Regions from separate parts of the Mus musculus genome. Here all the other regions are linked to region 1. A link is a contact called in public Hi-C, HiChIP or PLAC-seq, Micro-C and promoter capture Hi-C data. All regions are on one chromosome and are shown on one strand. The core of a region is the stretch at or near the end of the contact, and the rest is flanking DNA. Distances in the headings are between cores, read along the strand shown. Region 1 holds the start of Agpat2 (1-acylglycerol-3-phosphate O-acyltransferase 2 (lysophosphatidic acid acyltransferase, beta)). Region 2 holds the start of Adamtsl2 (ADAMTS-like 2). Region 3 holds the start of Tmem250-ps (transmembrane protein 250, pseudogene). Region 4 has its middle 6.9 kb from the start of Gm13398. Region 5 has its middle 10 kb from the start of Gm35745. Region 6 holds the start of Lhx3 (LIM homeobox protein 3). Region 7 holds the start of Qsox2 (quiescin Q6 sulfhydryl oxidase 2).

Region 1 (3,268 bases), core at 424-2,923:
TCAAATTGCTTTTCTGAACCTCAGTCCCATCTGTTGCCCAGGCAGAGTAGCATCTGCAACCCAAGCTTGGCTGGCCTAGGCCAGGGAGGCACGAGATGGGGATGAGTCCATATGTGGACTGAGCAAGCCTCCACCTCCTAGCTAGTCAATCCCTTTCTTTTCCACTCACCCCTCTCTACGGTCATCCCTGGAGGATGTCATGCTTGCAATACTCCAAGGGCCCTGCTGTTCCTATCTCAACTCATCGCCTTATGAGGATTTAAGACAGGAACCCTAAGACAGGGTGGGGAGGTGGGGAGCAGGCCTCCCCACCCTGTTCTATGCACCGTGAAAAGTGCATAGCTAGGGCACCCTTGTCTTCTGTGCAAGGGTCTCCTCTGCATGTCTGCTCCCTGGGACACTGGATAGTCACTATAAGCACCTGAGAAATGAGGGCTGGGACCCACAAAATATGGCTGGTCAGGACAGCATCCTAACCCCAAAGACGACCAGATACAGCCGAGAGTCAGGAAACCATCATTCACAGTCCTTGTAACTACCGCGGGGGAGGAGGGGCTTCAGGGGCACAAGGTCCGAAACACCCAGGCAAGGCCAAGGCCAGGACATTGCAAAACCCACCCTCTCAGCAGTCCAAATGGGGCAGAAAGAAATGTAGCAACAGTCTCCTGGGAGTGTGGACAGGGAGAAAGGACTAGAGGCTTTTTCTCTCGGGCAGCCCCCATTGCAGGACAACCTAGCCTGATCTCCATACCTGTACCTTTTGCTTGTCCACTAAGCTTCCCTGCTCTGGGAGATGGGCAGAGGAGGATTCTGGCCACAGCCTCCTTCCTTTATTGCTAGCAAGCCAGGTCCAAAGACAGTTCGGCCCCCACCCCCCAGAAGAGGAAGTTAATGACAAGGAGAACCTGTGGCTACAACCTGGGCACAGGTGTCTTCTAACCGGCAGAGAGGTGGAAGCACGGACCGGAAGCCTGGCTAGGCTTCGGTTTCCCTGCTGGTGAAAGTGGGATTGGGCCTGTCCCACCTTCGCTCGGCCCCCTCCCTCTCCCAAAGCTAGCGGCGCGCGCAAACCCGACACTCCACGCTGCGCGCAGGGGGCGCCGCAGGGCCGAGCCCTACAAGCGGCGCACATCGTGACACGCGCCCCTGGGACGGGAAGCCGCGTCGTCGGAGGCTCCGGACCGTGGGGACGGCGGGGCGGGCGGGGCAGGAAGGAAAGAACGCGAGGAGCTCAGAAGTTAGGAAAGCGGAAGCGCGCGCCCATCCCGGCGTCCGGCCCCCTTGCCTCATGTTATCCACGGTGCGGCCGCCGTGGCGCAGCAGGCAGACGATCGAGGCCGCGGCGGAGAAGGACAGGCAGAGCACGCAGTAGAGACCGACCTTGGCGTAGAACCTGGCTGTGCGGCTCAGCTGCACAAGCAGCAACAGCAGCAGCAGCGCCGCCGTCAGCCATGGCCACGGGTCCATGGCGGCCGCACCCCAGCCCCGACGGCGCCGCCGCCCTCCACCCGCCGCCCGCGCCCCTTTTGAGGAGCGCCGAGGGTAGAGGGCGGGCCAGGCTGGAAGCCCAGAGCTAGGTGCGGCCGTCCCGCCCTGTTCCCGCCCCTCCGGGCCTGGCCCTGCCGGGGGGCATCGCGCCCCGCTCCGCCCCGCCGCGTCCTGGACGCGGACCCCGCCTCCCTCGGCCCTTCGGGTGTCACCCTCTCCGCCCCGCCCCTCCCTGCCACCCTGCCCCTTGCGGCAGGACATTGAGGTTCCCTCACTCGTCCCGCGGCTCCCATCTCTGAGCTGCCGGGTGGCCTGGGCTCTGGCGTTGCCTCCCACGCCCCTGCACCGGGGCTTGCGGCCACAAGTCCCCAGCCTGGCACCGCAGCTCCCTAAGGGTGTGCAACCGACCTAAGACGTGCCCATTATGCCAGTCTTGTCACCACACAAAGGACCATTGACCGGCTACTGAGTGACCAATGGTTACCTGACTAGGCCACCTGGCTGGTGGCCTGGGCCCTTTAGGTTCCCTTGAGCAGGGAGACTGAAGCCCTATTCCCATGATGCAACGAGCTGGGGGAGGCAGAAGGAGTAGTGAGAGTTTTGGAGTGGGGGTGTCTCTGGGGTAATGTGGCACCGGGGACCTTCTGATGCCCGGCCAGCAGTGTGGATCAGGCGATTGTGTTCCCATGCGCACTGTGTTCTAACCGCCAGCCTGTAGTTGGTGCTCACTGGGACACTTGTAGTAAGAAGCCTTGGGCTTGCAGGCCAGCCATATACATCCTTCCTGATCATGTTCTCAGAGCAGATGTCAGTGACAAAATGCATCTAGCTTCTTTTTTGGTGAGGTTGGTCTGCACCTAGGTGTGGAACTCAGCGATGGCTGTAGATATTAATGTGCCCACAGGCTCCCCTATATCCAGGCATTCTGAGAGAATCTCTGGTTTTCTCAGATCCGGAGAGATGATAATTTTAATATCTACCTATATAACTGTGCTTAGCTTTTTTTTTTTTTTTTAGACTTATTTTATGTATGCGAGTACACTGTAGCTATAGGTTGTGAGCCTTCATGTGGTTGTTGGGAATTGAATTTTTAGGACCCCTGCTCGCTCCGGTTAGCCCACTCAACTCTGGTCAACTCTGCTCCCTCAATCCCTGCTTGTACACCAGAAGACGGTGTCAGATCTCATTACCGGTGGTTGTGAGCCACCATGTGGTTATTGGGGCTTGAACTCAGGACCTTCGGAAAAGCAGTCAATGCTCTTACCGGCTGAGCCATTTCGCCAGCCCTGTGCTTAGCTTTTAAAGCAGGGCCAAAGCTGTGCCAGGGTGGGTAAGGAACCACCAGGAGTCACTCCAGCTTCAGGCTTCTGTGCTCATGAGGTTGCAGGCAGGGTGAGCTGCAGGGTTTCAGCTTCTCTGGTAGAAGACCCAGATATGCTTGGAGAGAAGGGGGGGGGGGAGAGGGGTGCTACGGGGCTGCTAGGATCCCAGCTGAGATCTCCAAGGCATCAGGTCCTCACAGCTCTGCAGCCCCCTCAGGAATGTATGCTGAGTCCTTCCTGCCTTTTAATTCTAACCAACCTGGTGTCCTTTTTATTTATTCATTTAGCGTATTGGTTTATGTTTTTAAGGTTTTTTGTTTGGTTTGGTTTGGTTTGTTTTTTTGGGGGGTGGGTTGTTTTTGTTTTTTTGAGACAGGGTTTCTCTGTGTAGCCCTGGCTGTCCGGGAACCTACTCTGTAGACCAGGCTGGCCTCGAACTCAGAAATCCACCTGCCTCT
Region 2 (3,268 bases), core at 204-2,703, 470 kb after region 1:
TGATCTGGGTCTGCCAGTGAGATCCTGTGCACATGTACATGCATGTGTGTGTGTGTGCTGTGTGTCAGGTTGTAGAATGTCTGTGCTTCTTCTTATTGGCCCCAGGGGGGCAGTGTGAGCCTGGATAAGGGTCATGGGAGGTCAGGGTGACAGAGAACAGAAGCTGAATACCTTAAGGTCAGTCACTACTGAACACCGGCAGAGTGAGAGCTGACCCTCTGCCCCCTGTCGCAGTCTAAGCTGGGAGAGCCAGCCAGCATCTTTGAAGAACCAGGCAGAAGGAGAGGGTGTGTGGCAGAGCAGCGCCGCAACCTGTATCTGTCACAACTTTGACTGGTGGCTTTAGCAGACCACTCCACTTCCCAGCCTCAGTTTCTCCTCGGTAAAGTACAGATGATGAAGATGCTTGTCACCTGACTCAAGCCTCACAGAGAGGCTGGGTGCTGATTGGTTTTTGCTGGTTGCTTTGTTCTTGGCTGCGGTCTGGTGGTCAGACACAAGACTTCCCCCAGGGTATCACTCTTAGCAGCCCAAAGAGGCAGCTGAAGAAGCTTATCATCTAGCACAGAGGGAGGGACAAGAGGGAGGGACAGAGAAAAGGAGAGGACTTCCAGTCCCCACTACAGGGACAGAGGCATGGATGAAATGGCTCAGCCAGCTTGTGGGATGTTGTTTCAGAATCACTTAGCATTTGAAGGTGCCTGTTTTCCAGGACGGGGTGCTTCAGAGAGCAGGAAATGTCAGAGCAGACATCTCATCATCCAAAGTCCTCTTGGATTCATAAGACTTCAGCTCTAGCTCAGCAGGGACAGAGCTCTTGAGTCCTGCTTGCTTGCCAATAGCTGCCCAGCTGCTGTGGGGTCCAGCCAAGCTGGTACCAAACATCTGCAGAATACCCCGTGCCGACGATCTTCCTAGACATCTGGTCGATAGGCTGTAGCCACCTCTTCCTCTCCCTGGAGCCATTGGTTGGTTGATCTCTGGATGTATCTCAGTTCCTCCGTTGTTCAGGTCTGTTTTCCAAGGACGGAGGGTGGCCTGCACCCGTGCAATGTCTGGACCTCTGTGTCTTCCCTGTGAACAGGAGCCGAAAGCCTGGACATCACATGGTTTCCAGCCTTCTCTGGAAGCTGAAGTTAGATGGGTGGGTCAAGGGGGCTCCGCTCCACCACTGCCAACCTCCCTCCACATGACCTCAGGCTAATTGATCCATTAGGGTCAGTCACTCTGGACCTAGGCAAGCCAGTCTCAGGCTCACTCACTGATCCTGGACTGTGGCAGCAGCAGCCAGCAGGCAGCTGGACAGCCTGGCCATACTCCAGAGGAGCAGAGCGGGTTAAAGTGTGCGCCCGGCCAGCCGCCAGCAGGCTGGGCGGGGGAGCAGCGGTGGGAAGTGTGAGTTCCTCCCCGTCTGCCTGACAGCTATAAAGGCAGCTGCGGCCACAGAGCAGCCACTGGGCTGAGAGCCCCTCCTGGGAACCCCCTCCCTTGAATGCTCTTTGAAGTGGGAGAGGGAGGCAGCTGGGGAAGCAGGACCAGAGACAGGCAGAGCCCGCACATCTCTGCACTCACCTTCCTGCACCGTGCACCTGGCAGTAGCTCTCACCCTTTTCTCTAAAAGGAGGACAACCTGCTGACCCTGGGTGAGGTAGGCCACTACATACTTGTCCCTGCTCATACTGTGGTCTTTGGGAGGTGTGAGATGTAGCTTATCCCAGACCAGCCAAGCTGTTCAGAATGGGGGCCGGGGGATGTCCCAGCCCCTGGTGAGGGTATTCAACCACAGAGAAAGGGGGGAACAACCTATGCCACACAGTGGCAGGGTGGTCCTGAGGCAACAACCTTGGTACTAGCAGTTGCTGTCTGGTCTGCAAAGCCATGCTGTGGTGGGCCTGTTGAAGGTTTTGGACCCTAGGGAGAGATGGATCCTGTTTGAGCTGGACTTGGCTGGAATCCAGCAGTGTCTGGGAGCCTTAATGAAAACCAAGTGTGAGGCTGACTGGGCACCTGTCTTTGGCAGCAGCAGGGACTGGGGAGCCATGGAGGCTAATGGGACTGTGTGAGATGGGGACTCTGTGCTGGAGTGAAAATAGGGACTCAGATGGAGACCTTCAGTGTCGGGGGTGGGTGGACGTAAGGGTGATGCTGACCAAGCTCCTGGACACCTGCAGGAGAAGGAGGGAGGGAGGGAGAAAAAAAGGGAGAGGGAGAAGGACAGAAGGACAGTAGGACAGTAGGACAGTTGGTATCAGGGCTTCGAGGGTGCTGACCATTTCCAGACTTTCTTCCCCTGGAATTGCTGGGTGCGACTGAGTCCCTAAGTTTGCTCTGTGGTGTGTGTGTGTGTGTGTGGTGGGGGAGGGGGCAGTAGGCTACCTTGTTGTGTGGCTTTGGGCAAGCTGCCTCTTTTTTCTGAAGCCCATTGTCTAACTCACCAGCAGATGACACCCACCTGGGACAAGCTACATTAGCTTCCTTTCTAGGACAGGGTTTAAATTGAGGTGCGCAGCAGCCATTCTGAGAGTTGGAGCAGCAAGGCTGGAAGCTCTCTTGATTTGATTCACCGTAACCCTTGGTGGGTGTTTGGGTTTGAGGGGCTGTTTTGTTGGAAGGGAATCAGGAGCCAGGTGCAGGCTGTACCTCCTTCTGCCCCTCCTCCATATCTCTGTTCTCTCAAGAGAGAAGGGCCCTGAGACAAAGTTTGGAGCTAAGACGAAAGGATGGAGACTTACCATCCAGAGACTACCCCACCCGGGGATCCATCCCATAATCAGCCACCAAACCCAGACAATATTGCATATGCCAGCAAAATTTTGCTGAAGGGACCCTGTTATAGCTGTCTTGTATGAGGCTATGCCAGTGCCTGGCAAATACAGAAGTGGATGCTCACAGTCATCTATAGGATGGAACACAGGGCCCCTAATGGAGAAGCTAGAGAAAGTACCCAAGGAGCTGAAGGGGTCTGCAACCCTATAGGTGGAACAACAATATGAACTAACCAGTACCCCGGAGCTCATGTCTCTAGCTGCATATGTAGCAGAAGATGGCCTAGTTGGCCATCATTGGGAAGAGAGGCCCCTTGGTCTTGCAAACTTTATATGCCCAGTACAGGGGAATGCCAGGGCCAAGAAGTAGGAGTGGGTGGATAGGGGAGCAGGGCGGTGGGGGGGAGGGTATAGGGGACTTTCAGGATAGCATTTGAAATGTAAATAAAGAAAATATCTAATAAAAAAGAGAGAGAGGAGGGCCCAGACCCCTGAGCTGTGTT
Region 3 (3,268 bases), core at 444-2,943, 460 kb before region 1:
CGGCAGTGCTGTTTTGCAGTGGCGGTGCAGTGTCCGGATGGCCAGCATAGGTGTCATCAGCGTCTAGGAGCCCTCAGCTGAGCCTTGGGGGAGGTGCTGGCCTGCAGGGAGAAATACAGAATGCCAGGTGAGAGCTCAAGGGTGTCCCTGTCAGTAACTCAGTTGCAACCCAAGGATGCACTTTTGACTCTTTTCATGAGTCCTCAGCCTGTGCAGGCCAATGGTTAACATTCTACCTCCCAGTGCTGGGAGAGGAAAGCAACAGTAACTATGCCCCTCAGCAGCCGCCGGCCGGGAGAGGGTCCCTAGGACTGCCAGGGATAAAACGGGGACAGTAGTGCTCTAGCTAAGCTCACTCTTTAGTTTCTTGAAGACCCACACACCCGGCTACTGGTTGCCCAGTACTCCCCATTACTTCCATAGTGACTTATAACAGTCCCCTTCAAGGACACTCCATGCAGAGTCACAAGAGGACTGGGATGAAGGGGGTGTCCACATAGCAAGCCCCTAAGGTTACTTGCTGGGCCTGAACTTTGGCATTATTTTGGCAGGTTACCATCTCACCTCCCACTGATCTTGCTCCGTAAATTGAGGCACCAAGACCTCTTCCCTGGGGCTGCCTGTACACAACAAAAGCATTACTGGCTTATCTAGGCTGGACATAGTGTCAGAGTTCTCCAAACTGGGACACAGAGAGGAGAAATGGCGTGTGGTTCCTTGTTTCACCAAGCAATTGTCATTCGCAGCAGCCTATGTTAATTTGCATATGGGGGAAAAAAAACACTAAATTTCAAACTATGGGACACTAGAGACCAAAAGTTGGTAACAGGACAGGGCAACATCGCCAACAGGCTTTTGCGACTTCCACTCCAACGGCTTCTGTCACCGCCGTAGGTCCTGAGCAAATGGCCGCCAGCGCAGCTGCGGCCGAGGCGCAGTGGGAGGAAACCTGTCCCGAGCCGGGGAGGCTTAGCTATGTTTTACCCAGCTAGACAGGGCAATGGCCTCATTCAGGCGTGTCACTGGACACCGCACAGGAGGGGGATGCGGTCTGCAGCAGGTGTACTCGGGTGGAGGTGCATGCCATGGCGCGGCCCGGCGCGGGGCACGCGTCTCTGAGCACGGGACCCTAGAGCAGGACATCCAGCTCTCCAAGGCCCGCTAACTCGGCGCGTGGAGATACGACCCTCACTAGCCATAGGCTACGCGCGACCCCGGCCCTCAGCCCGCGTTTTCTGCGGGCGCCACTTCCGGTGTCGGGGCGCCGTTGCCGTGGAGACGGCCCTTAGGTCCGTGGCCGGTCCCCGCCCGTCCTCGGCGGCTCACCCGGTGCCCTCTCCGTGGCGGTGCCGGTGTCCGGAACCATGCGGCGGGCCGACGGTGCTGGGGACCGGGCCTGCGGCTGAGCTTGTGCCCCGGGGGTGCGACGCCAAGGCGGGCACATGCCGCCGAGGACGGGGTCGCTTCGCGCGGCCCTTCAGTTGCCCCCGGCTGGCTCTGGCCCGGAGGGGAGGGCGCTCCCGGGCCGGGCCCGAGGCGTTTGTCCCAGCGTGGGAGCCGTAGTGTTGTCCCTCGGCGGCCACCGTAGCACGGTCTTCACGCCCCCTCCGCCCGCGACGACACGGTGAAGCCTCGCAGCGCCCACCGCGGGCCCGCGCGGAGCATCCAGGAATTCCTCATTATCCGAGGACGCGCACTAGCGTGCGCGCGCCGTGAGCCGACCGTGACGTCATTGGCCCGCGGCCTCAGCCGGAGCGTGAGTTTAGCTCTCCCGCGCAGGCGCAGATGGGAGAACTAAGGGCGAGGAGGCTGGTCCTCTCCGTGTCAGTGCGCGTGCGCGAGTGTGGGAGGGGCTTTCTCGCTGTGGTGTGAGCTTGTCTCCTTTCTGGTGGTGCGGTGGAGTTTTTCCTGTGTCCCAACGCGCGCCGCTGGCACCCAGAGAGCAGTGACGGTTGCAGATGAAGCGATCTCGTGCTTTAGGGGTACTCGCTGTAGAGCACAAGGATCCTGGAAGCGCCAAAAGAAAGAGTTAAGCTGGTGTGTCACCGGTCTAAATGACCTTGCCAGGTTCCTGCAAGCAGGTGTGGTAGGTTTCAGTTAAAAGTTGATGTGTGCGTTTGTTGCTAGGATGTGGAGAGAAGGTTGGGTCAGGCCATCATCCCATGACGGACCGGAAAGTAGCCTTACAGGGTTATCCTACATTGACCCTCCTGCTTACCCAGGCGTCAAATGCAGGCTCCCAGGGAAGAGAAACAGACCCTTTGCAGGAAAGGGGAACCTAGGGCTGGCTGCAAGGCACCTTTGCACTTCACAGGGAACACTTGGAGGCCCCAGCCCACGCAAGACCAAGAGCAGCTACAGGCAGTGGCATGTGCACATCCTGCCAGTACAGCCCACAAATGAATGAATAGATGTAAAAATAAGTGAATGTGCCATATGTCATTATACTCTCTTTTAATCACAGCACTCCAGAGGCAGGCGGATCTCTGTAAGTTCTATGCCAGCCAGGTCTTCTTGGTGAGAGTATGTCAAACACATCTTGGGTCAGTGAGATGGCTTGTGGGTAAAGGCACTTGCCACCAAATTAACAATCCTTGGTACCCACATAACAAAGGTGAAAATTGATGCCCTCCTGTTGCCCTCTGACTTACACACACACACACACACACACACACACACACACACACCATGCACACAGAAGTAATGCTTACAATAAGTCTAAGTCAACTGGAGCCCCTGGACTATGTGACCCTGTCTCGAAACAATAAGAAGCATTTCCTCCCCTGGCCTGAGTTTCTGTCACCCTGGAGTGATGATCTTCTGTTTTCTTGATCGTCCCCTCCTTTAGCTCCCCCCTTGGTTCTGTCCCTACTAGAGATGTCCAGTTTCTCTACTTTTTCTGTCCCTCTGTCCCTTTCCACTTGTTCAGCCCTGTTGCTCCTGTAAGAGCCCTCAGAGTCCTCTACACCTCTGACTTTGAGGCTCTCTCCCTCTGAGGTTGGGCAGGTAGCTGCTGCTGACAGCTCTTGGCCTCTAATGTTGGACCACTGGACGGAGACTGAAAGCACCCTGAACGTCTCACTAAAGGATGCTTCTTGTGACCTCTACTCTCTTGCTTTCTGCTAGTTCTTGGAAGTGTTGGGTACCACCACCCACGAACTGATTCCAGAATGATCCAGACCACAGCAGGGTCATCCCCAAGGATAGGATCCAATCTCAGTTGTTCTGTTTGCTATAGGACAGTCCCGCCATAGAAAGTCTACCTGAA
Region 4 (3,268 bases), core at 485-2,984, 440 kb after region 1:
GCTCCTGTTTGTTCCTGGGGTAACCCGGGATCGAACCCTCCCAGTGCGACTTGCCCTCTACAACCTCTGTCTCCTCATCTATACGACTAAGCCTGCAGAGTCTTAGCTGATACCTGTACCTGTCCTGCCCGGCGGGCACCCACCTCCTTGTGGCTAACACCCTCCCCAGGGTGCCGCCAGCTCTGTGGCCACTACGTAGCCACGGCTGCTTTTCTTGCTCAAGAATGACATTACGTTTTTTGGATAGCTGGGTACTTCTGGCCAGAAGTGGGCTAAGCCACAGTGCCACTGCTCTGCCCTGTCCCTCCCTTGAGTATTCACCAGTCTCCTGCCGTCCTGACCAGCCAACGTCAGGGTCAGGTCAAGACCCTGCCTGCTCCTTGTTCAGACTGAGCCCAGTTGGAGCCCCTGGGGCCGCAGGTGGCCTGGCACACTTCCTTTGAGTTATTTTTGGCTGGAGCTGGCCTGTGGACTCCTAGCCAAAAGCAATTAATAAATTTTCATCTTGTTTTGCTGACAGTTTAGATGATGCCCCAAAAAGTTCTGTCGGGAGGCCTGAGGGCACCTCAGGGGAGCAGAGGTGGACACACTACCTCCCCAGGGAGGGAGTGTGTGTGGTTGGAGAGGCAGAGGTGGTCAAGGCTGTCTGTTTATGACTGTGATGTGACCTTTCTGCCCCTATTGTCCTTTGTCCTGTACCAGCAGGGGACATTGCCTCCCACCTACAGCAAAGGACCCTGGGGTGCCCAGGATTTGGCCGCAGTCCTGGAAACTGTTTCGCAAGGGAGGCCAGGGTTTGCTCTGGGAGTGAAGGCTCTGTTTTTTGCCTCTGGGTAGGATTGGCCTTACAGAGGGTGAACCAGGTAGATGCTGGAAAGCTCCAGAACCCAGCTGGGATGGGCTTGAGGCCTTCTTCCTTACCCTGTATCCAGGCAGGATCTGCCCCTGCAGCTGTCCTCTTACCAGCAAACTGAGATGAGAAACAGACTCCAAATGCCCTCACTGCTGGAAGCTGCTGGGGGTGGAGGTGGTGGTTGGAGTGACTCTCGTGGTCTAAGAGCAGCACATCCTAGCCCTAGCCGGCTAGCAGTGGTTACGGTTCATACAGTGCTGAGCCCTTTTGCATTTGGTCTCATGGGTGCACTCCACACTGGCGCCCCTTTCCACCTGATTTCCTCACGTTCTGTCTCCTCTCTCCAGTCATAGACCTCACTGTAAGCAGAATTGAAAGCTGGGGATCCAGCCTCCACAGTGAGACATAGCCTAGCTCTTCATCCACCAGGGCAACAGCCTGCACACACAGCTGACTGGCACTTTCCCTTCAGCCAGTTTCCCAGGGTGCTGTTTGAGTGGTGCCAATTGGACATAGTATCCTAGCATTAAAGATGGGCTGACTACACTAATGCATCATATCATGGGGATTCTCCCATGGAGATGCTGTCTTGGCTATCTGTCTCTGTCTCTCTGTCTCTGTCTCTCTGTCTCTCTCTCTCATTGTTTTTGTTTGTTTGTTTGTTTGGTTGGTTTTTTTTTTGAGTCCCCTTCATCTAGATATAGACTGAAACAAAAATCACAGTCTACTTTGTACTGTCAAGGAAGGACCTTGCCCATTAAGGAGATCCTAGTGTCCAGGGGCTGGTGAATTGTGTGCACGTATACTCAGTACTGGGGCCTGTACTCCTATGACCTGTGCAATGCAGGGCCCTATAGGAGTTGTGGCCAGCAGGGGGCACTTCTGTGCTGGGCCTGGAGCTCTGCTGCTGGCTGATCACAGAGGCTGCTGAGATACTGCTGTTCCCAGACTGAGCAGCACTGAGCATCCAGGCAGGGGCGGCCAGCACTTCTGCTCATCTCTCTTTTTACCCTCTTTTCTCTAGTTAGTAGTATAGGTCCCTCTTTGTGCTGCTCCTCCCAGCTCGACTCTCATCCCTCCTGTTTAAAAGTCTAGACACCATATCTACGTTAACCCCCCCCCCCCAGGCCCTAGGGACCGGGCTGCAGATTGGCTATGTGGAATGGCCGGCAGCTCAGCAGTACTCTGGCTTGAGAATCCATCCTGGTTGCATTTGGATGGTGGGGCTCATGTGAAGGACCCCTCTCTCCCTAGATCTAAGTGTGGCAAGCCTCACACACTTTCCCGGCTAACTAATACTCCAGAACATGCAGGTTCTCAGAGAAAGGCTAGTCCCGATACCAAATGGCCCTTCAGAAGTGCAGAGGGCACTCTCTTGGATACCTAGGGTCCTTAGCCCCAGGATCCAGTGCTCCATCTAATCTGTATGAAGTGCCACGTGCTTCTGTTTGCTCACTGGTGCTCAGGACTGGCATCTGCAAGAGTTCTCCTCCTCCACTTCACCCCCAAAGCTGGCTGGCCTGGTGTAGACTTGACCTGGAACCAGCTCCTGGCCTCTGGGAAGCCCAGCTGTAGCTGCCTTGGCCTTCCCCCCAGCAGGAGCTGAAACCCTTGACTTCTCCAGTCTCTGGCTGGCGAGCAGCAGCCAGGCCTCCGGGAAGGATTCCTGGGGTGCGGTGTTGGTGGCTGGCTGCAGTACAGGGCATGGATCCCTGCAAGGCAGGCTCTCTCCTGGGAACTCTTGTCTGTCTGTCTGTCTGTCTGTCTGTCTGTCTGTCTTGCTCCAGCTGATTGGGTGGTCTGGGAGGGGACAGATGTGAAGCAAGCATGTGTGCAAGCATGTGTAGCTGGTGTCTGGTAGGTACTCATGGGAAACCACACCTCAGGGACACCGTGTGTTTAGGGACCATGCTGGAACAGGACACTGGTGTATCCCTGGAGGGACAAAGGATGTTAGAACCTGCTGTCAAGGCTCTAGTCACTTTTTATTGACCTTGGACACAGCACCCAACTTTCCTGCCCTTTAGAAGCCTCTGCTGTAGAATCGGGTGGCAGCCCAACCCACCAGGAAGGGCCATCTCAGAAGTTAGATGGACTGTTTCCTGCAGTGGATTGGGAACCACAGTGGCCAAAGAGCCAGGCATGAAGCCCAGCAGGGTGCTGCAATGGTCTTTTGTTTATCGGTGTACCTACAGTCCTCTACCACACATGGGTAACTGAGAAAGTTCATGAACTCACCCAGCATCACCACTGACCTCTGTTGCTAGTGAGTTAAAATAGAAATTTAAAGTATTGGTACAGCCTGGATAAGAGGTTGTAAATATGGCTCAGCAGATGCAGGGCTTGCTGCACAAGCTTGACGATCTGGGTTTGGATCCCGCCACCTATGTAAAAGCTGGGTCCAAGAATAACCTC
Region 5 (3,268 bases), core at 506-3,005, 420 kb before region 1:
CGCAAGGCTACTCTGTACTGAGTAATTTGGGCACTTTCCCTGGAGGTTAGGTGCTAACTAGGTCCATAAATCTTTTTGTTCCAAATTGCAGACCTTTTCGTTGCTGACACTGATTTGAAGTTTAAACACAACCAGGAGCTGTATTTAAAGTCTTAAATGATTTTGTGAATTCTCTATCACCCCAAACCCTCATGGTACCTCTCAGGAAAGGCTGGGAGCTCAGCTCTGATGGGTGTGGGCTCCTCTTGGTCTGAGATGAAGCTGATGGAGCAGTCTTTCAGTACCAACCTGTCCTGGGCACTAACACCCATCAGTGAGCCGGGGGCAGCTGGCAGCGAAACCTGGAAGCTGGAGTCCACCTCTCCCTTATTCTCTGTCAGCTCCATCCTCCTAGGTCCTAGCCTTAGAGCAAGTCCTTAGAGCTGACTGTACTTGAAGCTTAGTGACAGCTCCCTGGGTGGCCACCTTTTCCTTTCACAGATGGAGAACAGAGATGACTAGAGTATTGCAGGAAGCTTTGGAGAGTGGAGCTTCCTGACCCATACCGTCCGCGCTGGGCAAGCGGCAGCTTACCTCATCTCTGGGATGGAGTTTGGAATTTTTAGATCAAGAGATAAAATGTCCCCTGGTGGTGAAGGTTTAAAGGGAATCACAGACCTGCCTAGGGGTCCATTGGTGTAGAGGACCCAGTTCTGTACAGGAACTGAATACTTCTGCACCCGCCCTTACCCCCCAGCCTACTTCCTCAGAGTAAACTGTTCACATCCAGGAGAGCACTAGCAGGGTGGACAGCACAGACTGGGCCCTGTGCCTGCTTCCCAGCCACTTGCTTTGGACAAATACAGTGACCTGTGTTGAGCCTGGAGCGCCAACCTTTTCATCGAGAAAGATTTAATTTATTGGGAGCGCAAAGCCACAAATCACGGACATGGAGATTTATCGCCTCCAGGGGCAGAACGGACCATGGAGAGGATGCAGTCTCCCCAGCTCGACCCACTCCTTTAATAAAGTTGAAAATGTAAAATATGCCTGCTCCATCCCATGCAGTGCTGTGGGCAGTGAGCAGGGTTTATGGAAGGAAGTACAGGACAGAGCCCTCATCTCATTACAGGAGAGCCACAGCCAGTGGCTCGAAGGCCACTGCCCAAGCGCTTGTGATTAAAGTGCTCGGGCAGCTTAGAAAGCCCAGTACTGCATAGGGGTGGGGAGGCACTGTTCCCACACCTCAGGGTGGGGGAGCCTGGGGCTGCAGCAAAGCTAAGACAGCCGCTGATCACCTATAAACAGTGCCAGGAAAGAAGTGACATTCCCAGGCCAGGAACCTGCAGCAGGTGGCATTTGGAGGACCGGGGATAAAACTGCACTGTGGGTTTCTATGTTGTTGCAAGGTGTGGGTTATGAGGTGTATTTTGTCCCTTACAGTCCCGGGACCCATTTATTGTTCAGGACACTCTTCCCATACTCTTGTTCTGTCCTTGCCCTGCTGTCCTGGGTGCCTGCAGGTCACATAGTGGAGCCATTCCTAATCACCAGCGCAGGACTGGGCCAAGGAAGCTATTGGTGCTGATGGAGAAAGAGAAAGCCGGGAGAGGGGAGCTGAGGTCTCTGTGTGCGGCTGAGGGGTCCACTTCCCAAGGGTGCATGCAGGCTTCCCCTGCCGGGCATTCCAACTGGCGTGGGTCCTGGGGAGTGTCCAGTACCTGCAGGACCAGGGACAAGTTAGGCAGGCACTGAGTGGCCTTTTCTCTAGTTGGAGCTGAGCCAAGGGTGGGGCTACTGCCTCCAACCCAGGCTTGATCTTCCACAGTGTTTGTGGTTTTGCTATGAGGTGTGAGCATTTCTACTTCCCCTTTAGTTCTCAGTGCTTTGGACAGAAGACCGGATGTAAACAGGCTGGGCCTAGAAGTTTGGGAAAGTTTGTAAGTAATGAAGACAGAGAGAATAGACTGTCCTGGTGAGCCTCCTGGTCCAAGCCTGGCGGGTGTGTGTAGGTAAACCTGGCTGGGTGGAAATGTTGAATATGAAGGTGTGTGTGTGTGCGCGTTCGTGCGGGCGTGCATGTGTGCATGTGTGCGTGTGTGTGGTGTGTGTGTGTGTGTGTGTGTGTGTGTGTGTGTGTGTGAGGAGTAACCAGAGTGGGCCCTGGATGAAGCCTAGAGATTGCTTGCAGGGCAGACAGCTGCTATGTCTCTCCCATACTATGGAGTCAGAGTTTGAGGACCTAGTTCTCCCAGTTTTCCTGAGGAGTCCCAGACCTGGAGGGACACTTCTGCCCATTTCTACCACTGTCTGTGACTCCCCTCATCCTTTAGGTCTTGCCAGAACCCTGACAACCATTCTTTGGAGAATTGCTGTTCTAGAGCTTCATGCAGGCTCTCTAACAGGTGACTTCAAAGGAGCAGGTTAGAGTCTGAGTTAGCCCCTCAGGAAATTTCAGAGTCAGATGCTGGGCCTATAGTCCTCAATGCTCAGGCCACCAGGCACAGAAGGATGGGCAGTCAAACCTCTTCAACCACATGCAGGAAAATGGACTCTCAATGGTAAGGACTGTATTCAAAGACACAAAGAAGTTGAGGGTCCAAAGAGGGCCTTGACTAACCTCTAACAGAGAGACGACTCTTGAAGGGACACCCTGGGCTGACATTCCAGGTGCAGCCCTTTCCCACTCCCCCTCTGCAGGCTGTCAGTCAGGCCTGCTGCTTCTCCCTTGGTGGATGCTGCTCCCTTCTGTGGCACCATCCCTGACAGTACACTCTTTCAGTGGCCTTCAAAACAGTGTCTGGTTCCAGAGCCCAGAAGCCTTTCCTAGAAGTTTGTCTGATAGATAGCATTGAGGTGTCCCTCTGACCAGGCGGCACGAGGCCCCTAAGGAGCAGCATGGTGGATGGTCAGAGCTGGAGGAGTTCCGGCAGAAAAGGGGAGCATGCCTGTGTGCACATGACTGTGTATATGATGTCTCTTAGTGTGCTCCTGCGTGTGTGAGCATGCACTTGGGTGCACACCCAGCATGCGCACATGTCTATATCTAGAGCATGCATGTGCCGTGCATGCATGTATCTCTGTGCATTCGTGTAACTGGGCGTTCTATAGCCATGTGCACACACAGGATGGACAACATCTTGAGTGGGTATGTGTGTGTGAGGAGCTCTGCAAGTCGGCTCACCCTCCAGGCTCTGCTGTGCCAAGCATACTGGGGTTGGAGTTCTGAGCTCCTAGGAAGGAGAAACCTGCTGCCCACAGCCTAGCACTTTGAGCCTGCTGTGACCTC
Region 6 (3,268 bases), core at 250-2,749, 400 kb before region 1:
CCTCCACTGGTGGGAGGAATTAGAAAAGGACTGCCCCACCTCCCTCCAGCACTGGGCACAAGCCTGCGATGGATGCTGTCCCACCCTGAGCAAAACCACATCTCCAAGTGTGGACGTGGAGATCGACTGTAGCTGTACCAGAGCACCACCAGAGCCGTCGTAAGGCCACAAGGATACCCAGAAGAGAGTGAGGTGGCTAGACAGGCCAAACACTGCAAATTCAGCACCCAGGCACGGACAGCGCCTCGGCCAAGAAGCCCACAGCAGGGACACGGGGACACCCGCTTCCTACAAAAGCCGTCGCCACCGTCAAGCCTCCCAGTGAAGCCACCCTCGATCTCCTCTTGCTTACGTGGCATGGTGAACTCCAGTCTCAGTACAGTTTCCTACACAGAGTTGGAGGGCCCAGTGGAGCCTCGGGAGCCAACAGTGCTCTAGCAAGCCTCACAGAACTCTCTCTGGAGCCTAGCTTACCAAGCTTTCCTCCCTCCCTTTCTCATCCCCCCTCCCATCTCTTCCTCCCAGCTCCTGCGGGTAACCCATCCCATAAACCATTGGAAAATAAATAAATAAATAAATAAATAAATAAATAAGCAAGTAGGCCATATCCGATACCCCCAGTCTGCATAGAATCCTTTTCCCACTTGCTTCGACAGACCTTCTGCCAGCCTAACTTCCTCTTTTCCTATCCTGTTATACTCTCAGCTTGAAAACGGAGAGCGCTTTTATTCCCCAGAACCAAAGCCCTGCAAAAAGACTGGTACGATCAAGAAACTGGGGGCCCGGACAAGTTCCACTTTTCCCTGTAATCGCGTCTTGACCACCAGCCTAGTGGTAAACTGCCGGTGCAGACACTAAGACTCGACTCAGGGGAGATGAGTTCAGCATGACCCAGACCTGATCTCGCTGAAAATGGGGGGAAAGGAACTGAGTGAAGGCAGTTCCTAAGGAGAAACTCCTGCTCCCTGATTCCTGAGTCCTGAAACATCTTCACATGCTCCCTCCAGCTCAGGGGCCTCAGCCAGCTCAGAGCTGCAAAAGGTCTCCTAAACCGTTCCTGGATCACCAAGGGCTCCCAAAGCCAGGACAACACAGCACCAGGAGGGCCACACACTTTGGAGGTTTGAGATGCCTTTGCTTAGCCATGTCAGAGCCCCTCAGACACACCCTTGTCCAGATACCTTGGCTTCTGCTGGCCTCCGCACAAGGGCCAGAAAAAGCCGAGGACATCTGGGCCTGTTCAGTGCAGCCTCTCCGTCGGGCACCCACCTCGGCGCAGGTCAGCCCTTCGCGCCAACAACGCCAGCAGCAGGTCTCCGCCCGCGGATTCCCGGGACGGGTCCAGCTCCCCGCGAGCTTCCATGGGGCCAGGTGCCTGGTGCTGCCGCCCTCCGACCCTGAACTTCCCCTGGGTCTGGCGAGGCCACCGTTGCAGGGACTCCGAGCTGGCGTCGGAGCGACTCGTGTCGCTGCTGGGCGCTGTGCCCACGGGAGGCCTCTGGGCGCCAAGCCTCGGGCCCGCGGAGGGCGGAGCGGTGGGGGGCGGGGCCGCGGGGCGGGGCTGGGCCGGGGGTCGCAGAGACGCTCCCGGGGCCACTGGAGGCCACTGGAGACTGTGCACCTTTCAGCCGGAACCGAGGTGCCTAGAAGCCGTCTGGCTTGCACTTCCCGAGGACGGAGACAGCGCAGTAACCACTCAAGGCTTCCTACAGATGCTCGCCCCTGCCCCAAGCAAGTTCGCTAAGCCTCCCGGAAGGCTGAGGTCCCGAGGGAAGCGGCAGGGAGGGAACTGCGTTCTCTTTGCTCACGTTTAGACTCTGAACCGGAGCTGGACAGCATTGAGACCACACCTGGTCAGCAGAAGGGCAACCTGATAGCCATCGCGAGGGAACGTGGTGGCAAAGAAGCCACAGTAGAGCTACGAGGAGCTCGATTTGAAGGTCCCCCAACTCTGACACTCTGGACCCCACCACTAGAAGTGCCTCCTGGAGCCAGTACAGCGAGAAGGAACGATTCTTAGGACCTCAGATCCGGTGTCCTCTGCGGGAACACACCAAGACTCTAGGCCAGAAAAGGGTTGAGCTGCGGAAGCCCTGAGATCTACCCTTACTTCCCCACCCCAATTCCTTAGAACAATCCCTGCACCTGGATTTCCACATCTCATCCCCATTCGAACAGGTGAGCCCACCAGAACCCATCATCCTATCCTTGCATGAGCCCTCACTGAGGGCTCCTACTACCCAGCCAGGAGACAGCGCCAGACCTATGCAGTTCCTGGTAGGAACTAGAATCCAGCAGGGTATAGTGCCCTGGTAACAATTAGGGACACCCTAGAAGTGTTTGCAGAATCAGCAGGTTGCTGCCACCCTCCTGGTTCCTCTTCTTGTCCTGTTCTGCCTCCATCCCTAGGACTGTGACCGATCAGACCCCAGAATGGGAAGGATGAATGAAAGAACGCAAGATTCTCCACTTGGTCCCAGCACAGCTGCTGCCTCGGAAAGAGCCCTGTGCCTGCAGCCGTCCCTTCATGTTGCTCTGTACTTGTTATTCCGAGGTCAGGGAACACTAGCTTGGAGTGAAATGGGTGCTGGGTGAGCTGAGATGTGAGCCATTGAGTGTCAGCTGCTGCAGAGGGCAGTGGGGCGGGGGCCATGTATGGCTAGACTAGGGAAGGGGCGGCTCCACACTGTTGGGCATCTGGCTTGCCGCCAACAATGCCTCCATTATTTCCCAACGTCCGTGGCAGTGAAATGGCCCTTGGGGAATCAGAGTTCAAGCGGGAGACTTGGCCTGGGGATTCTTGCTGCAAGCCAAAGCAGTTCTGGAAGCTGTGGGACATTCAATCTCTAGGACCAGCCCCAGGCCTTTCTGGTCACTGTTGACCCTGTAGCTTTCCTGTTCTCCTGCCTGCTGTCACCTTGTACTTTTTTTCTCCGCAGTCACTCCCTCCTGGTCACCCCTCTGCATTCTGTCTCTTCTCTTTTTCCTGCCTGGCATGGAGACTTGTAGGTTGCAATGGCTCTTACCTGGAGTCCTGCTGAAGGTACAGAGGGCAGAAGCTCCAGGGGCACCGGGCCTCTCTCGGTGGCAATCGAGTTCTGCTTCTAGCAGCATGGCAGTCACTAATCCAGTGGTTCGTGCGGGGTGTTCCTGGAAGTGCTGGACCTCTTTCAGGCCTTGGCCCACTCGCTGGGCTGGCGCTGTCCGCGGTGCTGAAGGAGGCACCAGCGTGCTGGGGACCTTCACAAGCCTGCCCCGCCCCTCCTCT
Region 7 (3,268 bases), core at 528-3,027, 370 kb before region 1:
CAGAACTGATATAAGCAAAAAAGCTGCCAACAAGTCTTGCCAGGGTCACCTGCAGGTCCACCAACAAGCATTAAGAAATGGAAAATCCTCTCCTCTATTGAGTGGCAAAAAATAAAAATAAAACCCCCACAAAAAACCAGTGTATAAACTGTCTTTTCACTGTCTTGTCTCACTTTTGGCTAGTGCTTGTCAAGGACTTAAGGAAACTGAGATGGCTCAAAGTTTAAAAGCACAGACTGCATCAGGGTGTTGTGGGTGCTCGCCTTTAATACCAGCCCTCAGAAGGCAGAAGCAAGCGGATCTTTCTGAGTTCAAGGCCAACCTGGTCTATAGAGTGAGTTCTAGGACAGCCAAGACTACACAGAGAATCCCTGGCTTGAAAAACTATAAATAAAGAGGCAAACAAAGAAAACCCCACACACTGCTCTTTCAGTCTGGAGTGTCATTCCCAGCTCCCTCCACCTCTGATTCCAGCTGCAGGGAATCCAAAACCTCTGCCTTCCAAGGGAAACTGCACTCACCTGCACACACCCACGCCCATGTAATTCAAAACAAATTAAGTATTAAGAAGAAAGAAAAAGAAAACTTACGACCCAAGAGAACAATGTCATTAGATTCTACATAAGGACCAAAGCAGAGGTCAATGGATTCAAGGCCAGCCTGGACAACGTCATGAAACTGTCTCAAAAAAATAAAAAAATATAAGTCAAAGTGCCCCAACAATGAGGAAAGAGAGGGTAAACATTTTAAAATAGTCATCTGCAATTGCGTACTTGGAAAAAGGGCTTCTTTGCAAATCTGTTTAAGAAGAACACAGCAGTGTTCAACATCAGACCTAAAACCAAAGGTGCAGGAAAAAGAGTAACAATTTGTTGTCTTGCCCTGAGAGATCTGTAATTAGAGGTTAGTTCAACAGTTGTAAGCCAGTGAAGCCAAATGTAAGCCAGTGCTGGGAAGGCCACTTAAATTCCATTTACAGGAGCTGCTCCAAGGGGTCTGAGTTCTACAAAGGTGAGTAACTAAACATATATGGGAAGATTTCCTGAAAGCTATGGCTAGTGACCCAGAAGCCCAGCAAGAAGACGCTTTGTAAACTTTCTGCTGTTGCAGAGCAGTCCCCAGAGTGGGTATCTAAGTTTCTCAGCCCAATGCCCACCATATGGTCGGCTACCTAGCAAACGAGGCTGAGGTTTGACAGGAATGGGGACCTTCCTGAGTGGAGAGGGTAGCCTCTGAAATGCAATTGCTGGGTATGGGGAAAGTCAAACTGATCGGGTAGTGGCTAGGATAAGTGGTTGGGGACATGTTGAAGTCGGTGTTCTGAGCTGGCGACCTCAGGAAAGCCATCGGCCCCATCTGTGGGGCTTCGCCCACGTAGCTGTTGCGTCGGAGGAACGTCCACCGGCGCGCGGGGCCCTCACCTCGCACGTCCGCCGCCAGCGCTCGCCAGGTGGGTGCGTAGCCGATGCAGTGGCCGCACCACGACGAGTGGAACTGCACCAGCCACGCGGCTGAGCTGTTGCCCGTGGCCGACCGCACGCTGCCGCTGTCCAGCAACCACACGGCGTCTGAGCCCTCGCGGTAGAGCCGCGCCCCGCCGCCCTCCCGGGGCCCCACTGCCGCCACCACCGCCAGCAGGAAGAGCAGCCGCGGCAGCCGCGCGGCTCGAAGAGACGGTGGCTGCCGCGCATAAGCTCCTGGATCCCGCGCCACAGCCCGGGCGGCAGCCATGTTGGGAGTGCCGCCGGCGCGTTGACCTTTCACCCTGGCAACCGGCGTCACGTGCTTGCGCGCGCCGGTCCCGCCCTAGGCACTAGCCCCGCCCCCGAATCCGCTAATCTTCCCAGGCACTACTCTTCGTTCTCGCCCCGCCCTCGTAATTTGACCCCCCTCCCCAGCACTGGTCATTCCAGGTCCCGCACAGCTCGCTTTTTTGCTCCGCCCCCGAACATTGTTCCCGCCCCAGAATGTAGGCCCCGCCTCATTCCTTAAGTCTGCTCCGCCCCTGTGCTCCTGGCCCCGCCCCTGCCTCTGGTCATTGGCCCTATCCCAATTAAAAAAAACTCTTAAAAATCTTAAAACCCGCAAGCAATTTTCACCTAGTGAAAGTCCTGGGCCTAAGTAGCCAGATTTAGCAAGGGGAAATAGCCCGTGCCATGTTGAATGTTGAGTAAACACCAGGCCAAGATTTTCAGTCTGAAATGCAGATTTAATAGGACAAAAACAGATCGAAAAAATATTTGCTATATGCCTGTATTTCTTATGTAGCATGAATCCTAGATTTTACATGCAACCTATGATTTTACCTGTCAACTTCAAACATCCACGATGATCCCTTGACCTTTTTATAACCCACATGATACAGTAGAACCACCTGGTAAAGTTGGCTGGCTTCCTGCTAAGATGGTAGAAAGGAGAGGTAGACCTGACTCTTCTTTTTTAGACAGGGTTCTAAGGCTGGCATGGAGTTCACTATGTGCCTGAATCTGTCCTCCTGCCTCCCTGGACTGGGATTACACATGTGCACCACCATGTCTGGCTTCTCCAATCACTCAGTCTACTTTCCTATGCTAATGTTCTGCTTTCTCCAAACACTAGAGAGAATATGTAATCTCTTCTACTTCCTGTTTGTCTACCTGATCTCTCACTGTACGGTTTTTCCTACTTCACTCCCTGTCAACTGGTCTCTTGTTCTTCCTCTTGACCTATTTAATATTGTTTACAATAAACCAGGCGTGGTGGCGCATACCTTTAATCCCACCACTTGGGAGGCAGAGGCAGGCAGATTTCTGAGTTCGAGGCCAGCCTGGTCTACAGAGTGAGTTCCAGGACATCCAGGGCTATACAGAGAAACCCTGTCTTGAAAAGCCTATCTATATCTATATCTATATCTATATCTATATCTATATCTATATCTAATCTATACTGTTTACAATAAACAGAAAGCTCATGGATTAAAGGTGTGTGCTAAGGGCTGAGCCACACCACAACTAGAAACCGGTTTTATTCTCAGTAAATAACACAGTCTTGGGGTTTACATTGTGATCAAATATCCTGCAACAGGGAGACATGGTTGGGAGACAAATACAGAGAAGCTATTTGATTTTTAATGGTCACCAGAGGATGAATAAGCAGGACAAGGGACCAGAGAGACTGGTAGGGAAACTGCCTGGGGGTAGGGTGGGGGGAGGCAGTCATGAGAGTAGGACTGGCTTCTTCTTCTTCTTCTTCTTCTTCTTCTTCTTCTTCTTCTTCTTCTTCTTCTTCT

The links. Promoter capture Hi-C pulls out the DNA fragments that hold promoters and counts their contacts. A called contact is a pair of places that touch in the nucleus more often than the background predicts. HiChIP or PLAC-seq counts read pairs in DNA pulled down with a chosen protein or histone mark. Capture Hi-C pulls out chosen DNA fragments and counts their contacts.
Region 2: a FOXA1 HiChIP or PLAC-seq map of pancreatic cancer cells shows a contact between it and region 1. The contact joins the promoter of Adamtsl2 here to the promoter of Agpat2 in region 1. A contact is called at or near these places in 2 of 39 promoter capture datasets (the 3T3-L1 cell line and pre-B cells), 2 of 115 datasets of contacts at active chromatin or transcription factors (memory CD8 T cells and pancreatic cancer cells) and 1 of 9 other capture datasets (liver).
Region 3: a contact with region 1 is called in a Micro-C map of embryonic stem cells, with 1.9 times the contacts expected there. The contact joins the promoter of Tmem250-ps here to the promoter of Agpat2 in region 1. A contact is called at or near these places in 3 of 39 promoter capture datasets (hippocampal neurons, pre-B cells and stem cell-derived epiblast-like cells), 1 of 15 datasets of contacts at CTCF or cohesin (large pre-B cells), 1 of 484 Hi-C or Micro-C datasets (embryonic stem cells), 2 of 115 datasets of contacts at active chromatin or transcription factors (memory CD8 T cells and pancreatic cancer cells) and 2 of 9 other capture datasets (adipose tissue and liver).
Region 4: a Hi-C map of liver shows a contact between it and region 1, with 3 times the contacts expected there. The contact joins the enhancer-like site here to the promoter of Agpat2 in region 1. A contact is called at or near these places in 5 of 39 promoter capture datasets (the C10 cell line, cranial neural crest, embryonic stem cells and 1 more), 9 of 484 Hi-C or Micro-C datasets (B cells, CD4 T cells, CD8 T cells and 4 more), 2 of 115 datasets of contacts at active chromatin or transcription factors (embryonic stem cells and stem cell-derived neural progenitor cells) and 3 of 9 other capture datasets (adipose tissue, embryonic stem cells and pancreatic islet).
Region 5: a contact with region 1 is called in a FOXA1 HiChIP or PLAC-seq map of pancreatic cancer cells. The contact joins the enhancer-like site here to the promoter of Agpat2 in region 1. A contact is called at or near these places in 1 of 39 promoter capture datasets (the 3T3-L1 cell line), 1 of 484 Hi-C or Micro-C datasets (bone marrow-derived macrophages), 2 of 115 datasets of contacts at active chromatin or transcription factors (embryonic stem cells and pancreatic cancer cells) and 1 of 9 other capture datasets (liver).
Region 6: a contact with region 1 is called in a promoter capture Hi-C map of adipose tissue. The contact joins the promoter of Lhx3 here to the promoter of Agpat2 in region 1. A contact is called at or near these places in 2 of 39 promoter capture datasets (hippocampal neurons and neural stem cells) and 3 of 9 other capture datasets (adipose tissue, liver and pancreatic islet).
Region 7: a promoter capture Hi-C map of neural stem cells shows a contact between it and region 1. The contact joins the promoter of Qsox2 here to the promoter of Agpat2 in region 1. A contact is called at or near these places in 1 of 39 promoter capture datasets (neural stem cells), 5 of 115 datasets of contacts at active chromatin or transcription factors (the SCID.adh cell line, bone marrow-derived macrophages, embryonic stem cells and 2 more) and 2 of 9 other capture datasets (adipose tissue and liver).

Annotation. Positions count from the first base shown.
Region 1 is chr2:26,602,744-26,606,011 of GRCm38.p6, forward strand. It overlaps Agpat2 (1-acylglycerol-3-phosphate O-acyltransferase 2 (lysophosphatidic acid acyltransferase, beta)), which reads right to left and starts at 1,674. Exons shown (of 6, transcript NM_026212.2): 1 at 1,286-1,674. The coding sequence starts at 1,467.
Region 2 is chr2:27,077,926-27,081,193 of GRCm38.p6, forward strand. It overlaps Adamtsl2 (ADAMTS-like 2), which reads left to right and starts at 1,454. Exons shown (of 19, transcript NM_029981.2): 1 at 1,454-1,648.
Region 3 is chr2:26,138,813-26,142,080 of GRCm38.p6, forward strand. Tmem250-ps (transmembrane protein 250, pseudogene) reads right to left here and starts at 1,694. Exons shown (of 2, transcript NM_001256521.1): 1 at 1,327-1,694; 2 at 1-101.
Region 4 is chr2:27,041,932-27,045,199 of GRCm38.p6, forward strand. No RefSeq gene overlaps it. Among named protein-coding and RNA genes, the nearest start is that of Gm13398, 6.9 kb to the left of the region's middle. Within about 2 kb of position 1,735, at least 28 of the 459 cell types and tissues checked have an H3K27ac peak or open chromatin away from gene starts, as enhancers often do. A contact at or near this core is called in adipose tissue and liver, where this site is marked.
Region 5 is chr2:26,186,941-26,190,208 of GRCm38.p6, forward strand. No RefSeq gene overlaps it. Among named protein-coding and RNA genes, the nearest start is that of Gm35745, 10 kb to the left of the region's middle. Within about 2 kb of position 1,756, at least 49 of the 459 cell types and tissues checked have an H3K27ac peak or open chromatin away from gene starts, as enhancers often do. A contact at or near this core is called in pancreatic cancer cells, where this site is marked.
Region 6 is chr2:26,205,076-26,208,343 of GRCm38.p6, forward strand. Lhx3 (LIM homeobox protein 3) reads right to left here and starts at 1,500. Exons shown (of 6, transcript NM_001039653.2): 1 at 1,270-1,500. The coding sequence starts at 1,363.
Region 7 is chr2:26,235,622-26,238,889 of GRCm38.p6, forward strand. Qsox2 (quiescin Q6 sulfhydryl oxidase 2) reads right to left here and starts at 1,778. Exons shown (of 12, transcript NM_001302956.1): 1 at 1,422-1,778. The coding sequence starts at 1,731.